Regions from separate parts of the Rattus norvegicus genome. Here regions 1 and 2 are each linked to region 3. A link is a contact called in public Hi-C data. All regions are on one chromosome and are shown on one strand. The core of a region is the stretch at or near the end of the contact, and the rest is flanking DNA. Distances in the headings are between cores, read along the strand shown.

Region 1 (3,631 bases), core at 453-2,952, 230 kb after region 3:
GGCACATTTTACGTTTTGAAGCAGCTTCAGGTTCTTAGCAGAGTTGAGATGAGGGCCCAGGGATTCTTTTCACATTTGCACCTCCATATACACCTCCTTCTCCATTATCAATATCTCCCACTAGAATGGTATATTTATTACAGCTGATCAGCCTGTAGACATATTGGAGATTTTGAACCACTGAGGAAATTCACCTCTTTAGTTTTCTGAGGTTGGTGGTTGTTTTGTTGTTGTTGTCTTTTTTCATGGATGGGTATTGGATTTTATTAAATGCTTTTCCTATTTCGACTGATATAATGATATGATTTCTTCACTAGCTTGCTGATTGCATTAATGGACTTTTAAATATTTAACCAGTGTTGCCTAGTTGGATCACGTCCCACGTGGCCATGGTGGACAGGCCTCTTATCGCCGATGGATTCAACGTGCTCACATAATGGTGAAGATTTCAATGTATTTGTTCACATGCATGTCTCATTTTCCCTTCCCTCCAATATTTTCTCTCAGCATTAGGGGAGTGCTGACTTCATTCGTACAGGAGAGCCAGGCTTGAGGAAGGGCAGGGCTTATCAAGCAGATGCAACTCTAGGTGATACACACGAAGTCCGCATCCCGTATCTGTTCCTTGGACCGTGCTCACTTCCTGATCCAGCAAATCTCAGTGTTTAGCTCAGACCTGCTGTGTCACCCCCATGGTCATGGATCCTCTAATGGCTACTTCAGCAGATAATTCTAAAGTCCATGCCAGGATGGGAAAGAGCAGTGAATAAAAAAAAAATTCTTGACTTCTACCTTGTATTTTTTCCCTTCAGGATTCTCTCAACAACTTTCTATCAAGCTGAACATAGTGGTGCACAACCTTTAATCCCAGCACTTAGGAGGCAGAGACAGGAGGATCTCTGTGAGCTCAAGGCCTGCATGGTCTATGACATGAGGTCCAGATCACACAGTGAGACCCTCTTTCAAAATAACATTTTAAAAAGGACATTATGGCTGCCTCGTTAAGACTGTGGTGTTACCAGCCAGAATACAGCAAATACAGAGGCGAATGCCAGCAGCAAACTACTGAACTGAGAATAGGACCCCATTGAAGGAATCAGAGAAAGAACTGGAAGAGCTCAAAGGTGCTCGAGACCCCTTATGAACAACAATGCCAAGCAACCAGAGCTTCCAGGGACTAAGCCACTACCTAAAGACTATACATGGACTGACCCTGGACTCTGACCTCATAGGTAGCAACGAATATCCTAGTAAGAGCACCAGTGGAAGGGGAAGCCCTGGGTCCTGCTAAGATTGAACCCCCAGTGAACTAGATTGTTGGGGGGAGGGTGGCAATGGGGGGAGGATGGGGAGGGGAACACCCATAAAGAAGGGGAGGGGGAGGGGTTAGGGGGATGTTTGCCCGGAAACCGGGAAAGGGAATAACACTCGAAATGTAAATAAGAAATACTCAAGTTAATAAAAAAAAAAAAAAAAGACTGTGGTGTTACATAGGCTAACACGTGTAAGAACGTTCTGGGTGCTTGCTATTATTTTTATATATTATTTTCATTATACATCATAGTTTAATATTGTGTATTGGCTGAGTTTAGTAGTTACAATCTCTCTTAGAGATTCCCAGGCCAACCCCCTCCCCCCTCATCCTAACTCTGTAGTCCCGTAATTTCTAGCTCTCTGCTTCTGCAGATGAGCCTTGTGACCTCTGGATTTACTCCCCTATCTTATGAAATCCCTTTGCTGACCTAGAGTTACCTTGCTTAGTGGATAGTTGGGTAACTTTCTGCTTTTGAAATGACAAAAAGTTGCATTTTAAGGCATGCCCACCCCTGTGTGTGTGTGTGTGTGTGTGTGTGTGTGTGTGTGTGTGTGTGTGTGTGTGACAGGTATGTGGTATAAGTGCAAACACAGACATGCCACAACATGAGCGTGGAGGTCAGAGGACAAGTTTGGGTATCAGTCCCAGCCTTCCTCGGGGTCTCGGTTTGCACTGTGCATGTAGGTTAACTGGCCTGAGAGCTTTGCAGCCATTTTCCTGCCTTTGCCTCCCACTGTGCTGCAGGAGTGCTGGGGTTGCAGGTACACCCTGCCCTTCAGGTTTATGTGGGCTCAGAGGATCTACACTCAGACTTTCAAGCTTTCATGGTGAGGGTTAACTGTCTCCCCAGCCCCACACTTGCGTTTATGAAAAGGAGGGAGATGAGGAACAAAATTTATTGATGATCCAACGGTTTTTGTCTGCATGTTCTCTAAAGACTGCGGACTTTTGGCTTAGGTTACAGTGAGAGTGGATGCTGTTAATTCTCTTTAGTCATCCCTGAAAATAAGTTAATAGTCTGCTGTCTGGAGCACTGTAGCATGGATAGCCTTCCACTGCCTAGCCAGACCTAGTGGAGACGAGACAGAAAACTCCCTCCCTCCTGATAAGGATCCTACCTCTGTTCCAGACATCCAGGGCTCCTCATCTTCGCTGTGTCCACAAAGATCCCCAAAACAACACCTGCTAAGCCTGACAGAGGCTCTGCCCTACCTAGAGATCGAGCTATGTAAAGACGGGTAATTATAAATAAAGTCTTATTACTATCTTTGGCTTGGCACCATTAAGCACAATAATCAGATTTGAATGACCCATTGCCATGGGTTTCATTATCAGCCCAGATGGCATCCCTGAACCCTAATCCTCAGCTCGCCTCCTCTTCAGCCGTCCTCACATGTTCTTCATCCTACATCAAATCAGATCTTTGCTCTCCACTCTCCTCAGTGGAAGTCAACGTTTTAAGCTCCGGCTAAATTTGACATCACTCCACATTTCTCTTCTTCACCCCCTGCAAGACACCTAAGACCTAGAGTTGGATGGAAGCTGCTTTCTAATCTCTGGGTTTTGTTTCCTTTCTTCTCCCTAGCATTTAGACTTCTCCTGACCACCCTTTCTTCCTGTTAACAAACCGCTTTCTTTCCACCATCCCAGCCCTTTGCGTTCTTTCTCTTGGTTTTATATGTGTGCTTTAATTTCTCACAATTGAGCGTGTAGTTGGAAATGTTGTGGCTGAACAGTATTTGGAGACAAAGCTGCCTGCCCTCAGCCTTCTGGCTCAGTTAGTTGTCTGGGAGCCCGGCAGCTACAGGCGCTGCATTGGGTCAGCTCCTGGGCGCCCCCTGCAGTCTTCCTACGTTTGTGGTGACTCTGAGAGGGTAGCATCTGCAGCCTCATTCCCTTCCTTTGCACCCCGTCCCCCATCCCCACCCCTGACAGCAACAGTAATGTCAAGAAAGGCAGATGACACCCAAATGGAGGTGACAAAGGAGTTGCATGAGAGACATAACAGCAAACAGAGCTCTGAGACATCTGTTTTCCCCAAAGACTCCATTATCCCTTGCCACCAGTCTGACTTTCTCTAGGGAAGGAGTTGAAGAGACACTATGGACTCTAACAGTTTAGCCTCCTTTGCCTTACAAGCCTTGTTAGAGGAAGCTGAGCCTGAGAATAGATTTATCTCTTGAGAAAACAGGAATGTATCTCATAACAAGCACTGAAAAGATGAATTAAATTATCTAGTTATAATTGCCCCAAGAAGCTAATCTGACTAACCCAGAGAGAGAGTGTGTGTGTGTAATTATGTTGGATGAGTAGTAA
Region 2 (3,830 bases), core at 291-2,790, 190 kb after region 3:
GCACAGGAGCGTGCACATATACGACAGTTATCTAATGACCAAAAGAGAAAAATGATACTAATATTTCCTATGGAAGTTAAAATAACTGTTTGAAGGACATAAAAATAATTACCTTCCTCATTTCTTGCTGCAACTGGGCCTGGAAATGGCTTTTAAGACGGGCAGCCTCCTGCTGAAGCTCCTGCAGCCGGGGATCTGGTCGGTTCTTCTCCTCTCGAATGGCTTGCAGCTCACCTTTCAGCTCCTCTACCTCACGGGTCAGCTGCTTGGTCTGCAGTTCAAACCCTTCTAGCTGATCAGCTGCATACGCCCGCCCTGCCAAGGCTTCCCTGGTCTCTTCTAGCCGAAGTTCCAGGTCCTGGCGTTGGGTCCTCTCCTCCTGCAAAAGCTTCTGTAGCTCCCGCAGCATCAAGGCATGGTCACTCTGCTCCTGGGCGCGATCGTGCTGCTGTGTAATAAGTCGGGCTTTGGTTTCTGCTATCTGCTCTTGCAGCCCCTTCAAGTCTCCCTCCAGGCGGCCCCGCTCTTCCTCTGCCTTTTTATTGGCATCTTCTAAGTCCTGCTTCATCTTCTTCTTATCCGCCAGGTAAGACGCTTCCATTCGGGACTTTTCCTGAGTGACTGTAGCCAAGGAGCTAGTCAAAGTGGCCAATTGAGTCTTCAGCTGATGCACTCTTTTGTCTATCTCACTACCCGCAGATGGCCCATCCCCACTGCTACTGCTAACGCCACTCTCTGACCCACTGGCCTCTTCAGACTTTGGAGGAAGTGGTCCACGGGCCACTCTGTCATCTTCAACCCCAAATTCACCCTTGACACTTGTAAGACTGGCTGCGGTATCCAAGCTCGTGGCAGTTCCGGTGCTATCCTCACTGTGAGTGGAGCACCGGTCATCCACAGAATCAGGAAACGTGAGACCCGGAGGCTGCACACCTGAGAGGCCTGCATCTGCCTCGTGGGATACCGACAGTACCTTGATGCTGGCCTCCAGGGCTTCTTTCTCCTTCAGCAGGCTTTTATAGGCGCGAACCACATCCTTGAGCCTTGCCTGGTACTGGAGAAGCTGCTTTTTCTGTGTCTCTATGGTCTCTAAGAGATCCTTCTTGCTTGGGCCGCCCCCGAAATTCATCCCAAACTTCTCCATGAGGGTTCCGGAGTGGGATGCTCCACGTCAGCGTTCTTGCAGCCCTGGACAGAGCCACAACAGCTAGAAGTAAAGCAGAGAGAATCGTCTGGCTGCAGGCAATACACCCGGTCGTCCAGCGGTCCGGGCGGGATGAGGGGCCGCGGTGGCCAGGCAAAAGCACTGTGAGAGCCAGGCCGAAGGTGGGAAACAGTTCCAACCTGGATGCGGAGTGACGCTGGCCTAGCAGGAACACTCAGCCAGGGCTCTCCGGTACAGGCCCTGATCCTGTGCCGCCCTAGCTGCTCGCCTGGCCACCGCAACCTAGACCCGCCTCCCTCCGCCCACGATCAGCCCAGGATTTACACTAAGACCGGTTCCATCACGATTTCCCAACAACTGGGACAACAACGCTTCCGGGTCCACTGGAAGTGACGACAGCAAAACGCCACAGACCCCGCCCCCGGCGGGCATGAGATGGGTGGGGCTTCCGCACCCAGTATTCGCTGGTGGCCTGGAGAGAGAGTAACCTGTAGGTATAGTTACCCAAAGCGAAGTCAAGATCACCTGAGCAGTTGTTTGGAGAAGATGCCTAACTTTGCCCTCAAACTACCACCAGTGAGCGACAGGGGGCGACGTCACACTGCATTTGCCCCCCCCCCAAAAAAAAAAAAACGATGAAAGACGCATCAAACTATTTGGGGCAATTTCCAACATTTAGGGCAACAGTTAGGACTCATACTAGGAAAACGAGCCCAGTACCTAGTTAACATAATAGCTCCCTTGTTTAGTTCTGCTTAGTAAGAGGGACATTATATAGCTATAAGGTCCATCTTGCATACCAGCATATGCTGGGGTGGGGGCTGTCTCACAAGAGTTTTTGCTATTTAGTCTTTGCAAAATTCTGTTCAGAGGGTATCATTAGCACCAATTTACATTTACTGGAACATACAGTAAATGTACAGAGGGGTAACATGCCCAATGTCACTCAGCTAGTAAGTTTAGGAATCCTATCTCAGTCTGCCTCTCACCATACTAAATGCTATGCCTGATGGCACCATTGAAGAAACATGGCCTTGGTCCCGAGAAACTCCTAACAGCAAGGACATGCAAACAAGTAGATGCTGCCCTCACACTAGTATAGTATGTAAGGGTATAGTTGAAGGGTATAAAAGAGGCGAGGCACCTGTCAGAAGGACAGAGACTCTTAGGGGAAATGACTTGAAGTTTGAGGAATGAGTAAAGACTGCCAAACTGCAAATGTGGGAAACCAGCATCAAGAAAAGCGGAAACGTTTACAGGAACCTCTGAGGTATCTATCAGTGAGCCTGACTTGCCCAGGAAGCTTATGGTGTGGGAGGTGGGTGGCTATTGATGAATCTGGAACAAAGGGTAGGACCCAACTTAAAGGCATTTAGATTTCATCTTGGGTGACAAGACATTAAAAGATTTTCATCTCCGGAGGGCACCATCAAGACTCTTTGCTTTTGTCCATTCCATCAAGACTCCTGTGGGGTTTTTAAGATGGTTCAGCAGTAAAGACGATTTTCACCAGGCCCAGTGACCTGACCTAAGTTCTATCACCAGGACCCACACGGTGGAAGGAGAGAACACACCCCTACAAGTTGTTCTCTGAGCTCTACACACCTCCACACACGAACACAACATAAAAGTGGGGAGGGGCTAAAAACAAAGAAGACTCCTGTGATATTATGAAGATACCAAGCCTGTGAGGAGGCTCACTCTGAAAGAGAGAGAGAGAGAGAGAGAGAGAGAGAGAGAGAGAGAACGCGTTTGAAGAAAATATTTCTGTAATAAAAATCTGCTCAGGAGGCCAAGCCGGCCGCATCTCTGTGAGTTCGTGACCAGGTTGGTCTACATAGCAAGTTCCAGACCACCCAAGGCTACATAGTGTTTCAAAACAATAGACAATATGCTACTTTGAGGATCTTTTACATGTTCGTGTGGACCCTATCAAAGCCGTCTTACGAGTGCAAGTCTATGACTTAAGAGTAAAGCAAAGTCATGCGGAGACTAGCGACCCCGAACAAGCCCTCCGCCCCAGGCAGGCTGCCAGGCCTCGCTCGACTTCAGTTCTTCCGCAAACGCGCCTAGGGGCGGGGCTGGGGCGGACCCGGAGGGGCGGGGCCACGTGACGTCGGGCGGACCCGGACGCGCGGAGGTGGCGGCGGCGGCGGCGCCTCCTCCTTCTGCTGTTGCGCCCCATCCCCCCGCGGCCGGCCGGTTCCAGCCCTCGCCCCGCGTCCCCTGCCCGCGCCCCCGCCCCGGGCCCCGCCATGGGCCTCACGGTGTCCGCGCTCTTTTCGCGGATCTTCGGGAAGAAGCAGATGCGGATCCTTATGGGTGAGGCAGATCGAGCGCGCGGCCCGCTTGGGGCGCCGGCCCCGCCGCAGCCCTCCCGCCCCCGCGTCCCTCCAGCCCGCTCACCTGGTCCCCTGACCCCGAGACACCCCACCGCCCAAGCCTCTGAGGCCGCGCTCCCGAGCAAGCCAGGATCTGCAGTGTCGGCCCCGGGCCTGAAACCCGGAGCTGGGGCCTGGGTGGGGTGACGCTTCCTCCGCCCCAGCCCGGCTGCTAAGAAGAGAGGATTCCGCCCTTGGAAACGACTTTTCAAAGGAACGCGGCCTTCCTCCCGGGTCCCCTACCTCCCTAGCCCCTGTCGCCCCTCGGGCACTTGAGGGGCAGG
Region 3 (3,594 bases), core at 736-3,235:
GGGAAAGTTACCAACCCTGGGGACTGTAAAAAGTAGTAAACACCTGTCTTTGAACTAGAATAGAAAAGCCCTTATTTGCAGTTGACTATATGTTTTCAACGATTCCCGTTTTAAGATAAGGCCAATATACAAGTACAATGTCTATCAAATTAAAATTCGCTAATAAATTCTTCAAGGGACTCAAAAACGTTTTAATATCATAAATTTAACTGAATCTGCTCAACGCAATAAATACCTTAAATATTCTAAGTATTCTAAGCAATCTGCAAAAATAAATTCCATCCAAAACATTTAAGATGATTTTTAAATTCAAAGAGCCCAATTTTCCCTACACATTCAATCAACCTTCTTGACCCAAATTAAACTTTTGACTTTGTTTGTTTGGGGGGAGTGGTAAACATTATCCTACGGTTTAAAACACTTCACGGGAAACTTACTCTACTGATAAGCTATTGTCACCAAGATGAATGGTAGTGTCCCAGCACCTATCTTTGCCTCTTTCTTCCATTTTAAACATTCAGAGCATGGAGTAAACCACTAACAAAGCTGCCTTGAAAAAGAAGGGAAAGGAGCTGACCGATCTTGTGGAAATGATTGACGGTGACACTTGTGGCACTTTCTCTAGGGGATCAAGCAAGGGCGATCTCTAGTTTGTACAGGCTTTTGGCATTATGTGAGTAGTTTTACGCTGGGGAAACCGAGTTACTTAGGAAAGACTTCTCAGACACAACACAGAAGACACAGTAGCTCTGGTAGAGGAGAGCAAAGACACTGGGCAAAAACAAAAAAACAAAAAACAAAAAAACGGACTTACCTGGTTCGCAGCATCCGTGATGGTGGTGGTCGGTTTGACAGTATTTGTCCCTCAAAGGCATTTTTAATTAATGGGTGCGACCTATTTTCCTTTCACTGTGAAAAGCTCTTCATTGCGGCTTGGCTGTGGACAGAAGCACAAACCCATCACTGTCCCTGAACTTCTGGAGAGGTTGTGACTGAAATCGCCACAGACCATCCCACCATGCGCTCTCTGCCCTCTCACCCCGGGCCCGCACCTTCCGCTCGGAAAAGAAACCAACGCTCGCCCGGCCTCCAGCCCCACGTCCCCGCACAGGTTCACCGCCCTACCCGGAAACGCAGCGTCCGGCGCGCAGCGCAGCGCAGCGCACGGCGAAGGCCTGGCGGGCTGCGCAGGCGGCTGCGGCCTCGCCGTGCTGGGCGGGCGGGCAGGCGCGCGGAGAGCCTGGCGCGGGACCCGGGGTGCGACGAGGGCCCCTGCGCGGCCAAGGAGCGGCTCGCGCCCTCCCGCCACGCACGTGCGTCCGGGGTCTCCCTGGAGCAGGTCGGGTCCGCGCCGCCAAGTGCGCCCAACTTACTCAACTCCCGGAGCGGCCGGCCGGCCGGCCGCGACACCAGCCGGGCGCACGACGCGGCGGAGGGCCCCACCTGGCGCAGCCCCGGCGCACCGCGTGAAGCCGAGCGGGCTGCGGCCCGGCGCGCTCCCAAAGAGTCCCCTGCGGCGCCGACGCGGAAGCGCCACAGCTCACCACGTCCTCGGGCCGCGGCGGCGGCGGCGGCGGCTCACGGCAGCCCTCCGCGCTCCAGGCCGGCGAGCTGGCGGCGCGCGGGCGCAGGCAGTTGACAGGAGGAACCGCCGGGCGCAGCAGCCGAAGGAGCTGGAACCGGAGCGAGCAGGACTGAGGCGCCCCTCGCCAGGGCAACGGCCGCGCCGAACCCGGCTCCCCTCAGCGCCGCTCCACCTGCAACGGTCCCCCGGGCTTTGGAGAGGGGCGGGGAGCTGCGCGGGTCCCCCACCTGGGGCCTTTCGGGTAGCAGATGCTTCGGGAAACTTTATGGAAGTCAGTCCCGTTCTCTCTTGGCCGCCCCTTCCCGGGACAGCCCGAGCGACCGCCGTGGAGAGGGTAGGAAGGGGGAAGCAGAGAAGTCTCCGGCTGCGACAGGGAGCGACTGACTGACCCCGGACGGAGATGGGGCGAGGGCAGGAAGTGACAAGCTCACGGAGTGGGTGGGGGGAGTGTGGCCGGCACGCCCGGCAGCGCGGCGCGCATGCGCTGGGCGGGCAGCCCCGGTGGGGAGGCGACGCGCGGGGCCGGCCTCGGGGGGAGACTGCGGGGCTGGCGGCGCTGAGGACGGCGGGGGAAGCTGGCGGGCCTGGCTGGCGCGCGCCCGTGCGCCCTCCCGCCCGCGACTGCGGAGCGCCTGCCGGAGGCTGCGTGCGCCCGGAGGTGTGAGAACCGCGGGCGCCTCCTGTCCCGGGCACGCGCCGCTCGCTCAGGCACCAAACTGTTGCTCGTGCTGCTGCGCTTCGGCGGACCCGAACCAGGGAGGGTTGGGGAGGCGAAGGAGGAAAGTAGCGTGAGCCCGAAGACGACTGGATCGGGGAAAGCTGTCCGGTGCTGACTTTCCAGCGGTTATCTAACTGCACCTCCCGGAACTTGGAAAAAGAGAGTCTTCATCAGGCTCTGGGGGAAAAACGATTGGCGAGCGGTTGCAATGTTCTGGTGGTGCAAACCTGGAAGTAAAGTCGGGTCACATGGCTAGCATGCACTTTCCCTCTTTGGCACGAGCATCCAGCTTGGAAAATCCCTGAAGATCGAAGATGACCATCATCTGTCAAATCTGCAAACCTTGAGCTGCTTCTCATATCCAGTAGCTGCTGCCTCCACCTTCTTCCCAACTCTGAGAAGGAATTCTTGCCCTCTCTAACTTCGTTCAAATAGGTGTCAGCTATTGGTAGGGTATTTTAAGAAAGCCCATTTGACCTTTTTATCTTGAGATTAATGAAAACCACAATTATCTAACTTAAGCTTCCAGTTTTGGAGCTTCTGGGAAAAAAAAAGTTTAGGAAGGTAGGCGCTATGTTTGGTATTTTGGTTTTTGAGATGATCTTGCTCTGTAGCTCAGACTTGCCCGTAACTAGCTGAGTAGCCCAGTTTGACCTTGAAATCAGGATTCTCCTGCCTCTGTGCACTTCCCTTCTCAAAGCTGGGGCTACAGGCTGGCCACCACACTCAGCTCTGTTTGTGAAGAGAAAATCACCCAAATCAATTTTCAGAATTCTAAGAAAGTAAACGGATTTGAGTTGTTACTGCAGGACTGTTAAGTGGAATACTTGCATAGGTCTGGGATAGTTGGAGCAGAATAGAATAAACGAGCTTGTTCTCTGTCCCATTGTTAAGAATCACTACCCACATGAAGCAAATGCAGATTATAGGTCAATATGCTATAAATTGCTACTTCTATGTGGTGGTATTATGCAAGCACTAGAAATCTTATTTGGGAGTTGGGGAGATGGCATTGTCAGAAAAGTCAGATCAAGAAGACCTGAGTTTGAACCCAGAACGTATGTTACAAAAAAGTTGGATGTGGCAGTGCACCTGCAATTTCAGTGCTAGGGAGACCAAGACAGAAGAATCTCCGAGGCTTGCCTGAGCTGGCACAACCAAATGGATGAGGTCCAGAGACCCTGTCTCAAACAGTAAATTGGAGAGAAATTGAAGAATACATACAGCATGGACCTTTAACCTATCCACATACACAACATTATCTTGTGTACTATTAGCTGTATGGAATATG

What was found. A called contact is a pair of places that touch in the nucleus more often than the background predicts.
Region 1: a Hi-C map of hepatocytes shows a contact between it and region 3, with 2.1 times the contacts expected there. The contact joins the enhancer-like site here to the promoter of H3f3cl2 in region 3. A contact is called at or near these places in 3 of 12 Hi-C or Micro-C datasets (Schwann cells, hepatocytes and liver).
Region 2: a contact with region 3 is called in a Hi-C map of kidney, with 2.7 times the contacts expected there. The contact joins the promoter of Gcc1 here to the promoter of H3f3cl2 in region 3. A contact is called at or near these places in 4 of 12 Hi-C or Micro-C datasets (Schwann cells, frontal cortex, kidney and 1 more).

The regions. Positions count from the first base shown.
Region 1 is chr4:58,039,134-58,042,764 of GRCr8, forward strand. No RefSeq gene overlaps it. Among named protein-coding and RNA genes, the nearest start is that of Pax4, 12 kb to the left of the region's middle. Within about 2 kb of position 1,703, at least 1 of the 93 cell types and tissues checked has an H3K27ac peak or open chromatin away from gene starts, as enhancers often do. A contact at or near this core is called in hepatocytes, where this site is marked.
Region 2 is chr4:58,000,645-58,004,474 of GRCr8, forward strand. Gcc1 (GRIP and coiled-coil domain containing 1) reads right to left here and starts at 1,541. Exons shown (of 2, transcript NM_001427123.1): 1 at 113-1,541. The coding sequence starts at 1,144. It overlaps Arf5 (ADP-ribosylation factor 5), which reads left to right and starts at 3,327. Exons shown (of 6, transcript NM_024149.2): 1 at 3,327-3,487. The coding sequence starts at 3,421.
Region 3 is chr4:57,813,273-57,816,866 of GRCr8, forward strand. H3f3cl2 (H3 histone, family 3C like 2) reads left to right here and starts at 1,986. Exons shown (of 2, transcript XM_039109050.1): 1 at 1,986-2,243. The coding sequence starts at 1,986. Zfp800 (zinc finger protein 800) reads right to left here and starts at 937. Exons shown (of 5, transcript NM_001109225.1): 1 at 815-937. The coding sequence starts at 875.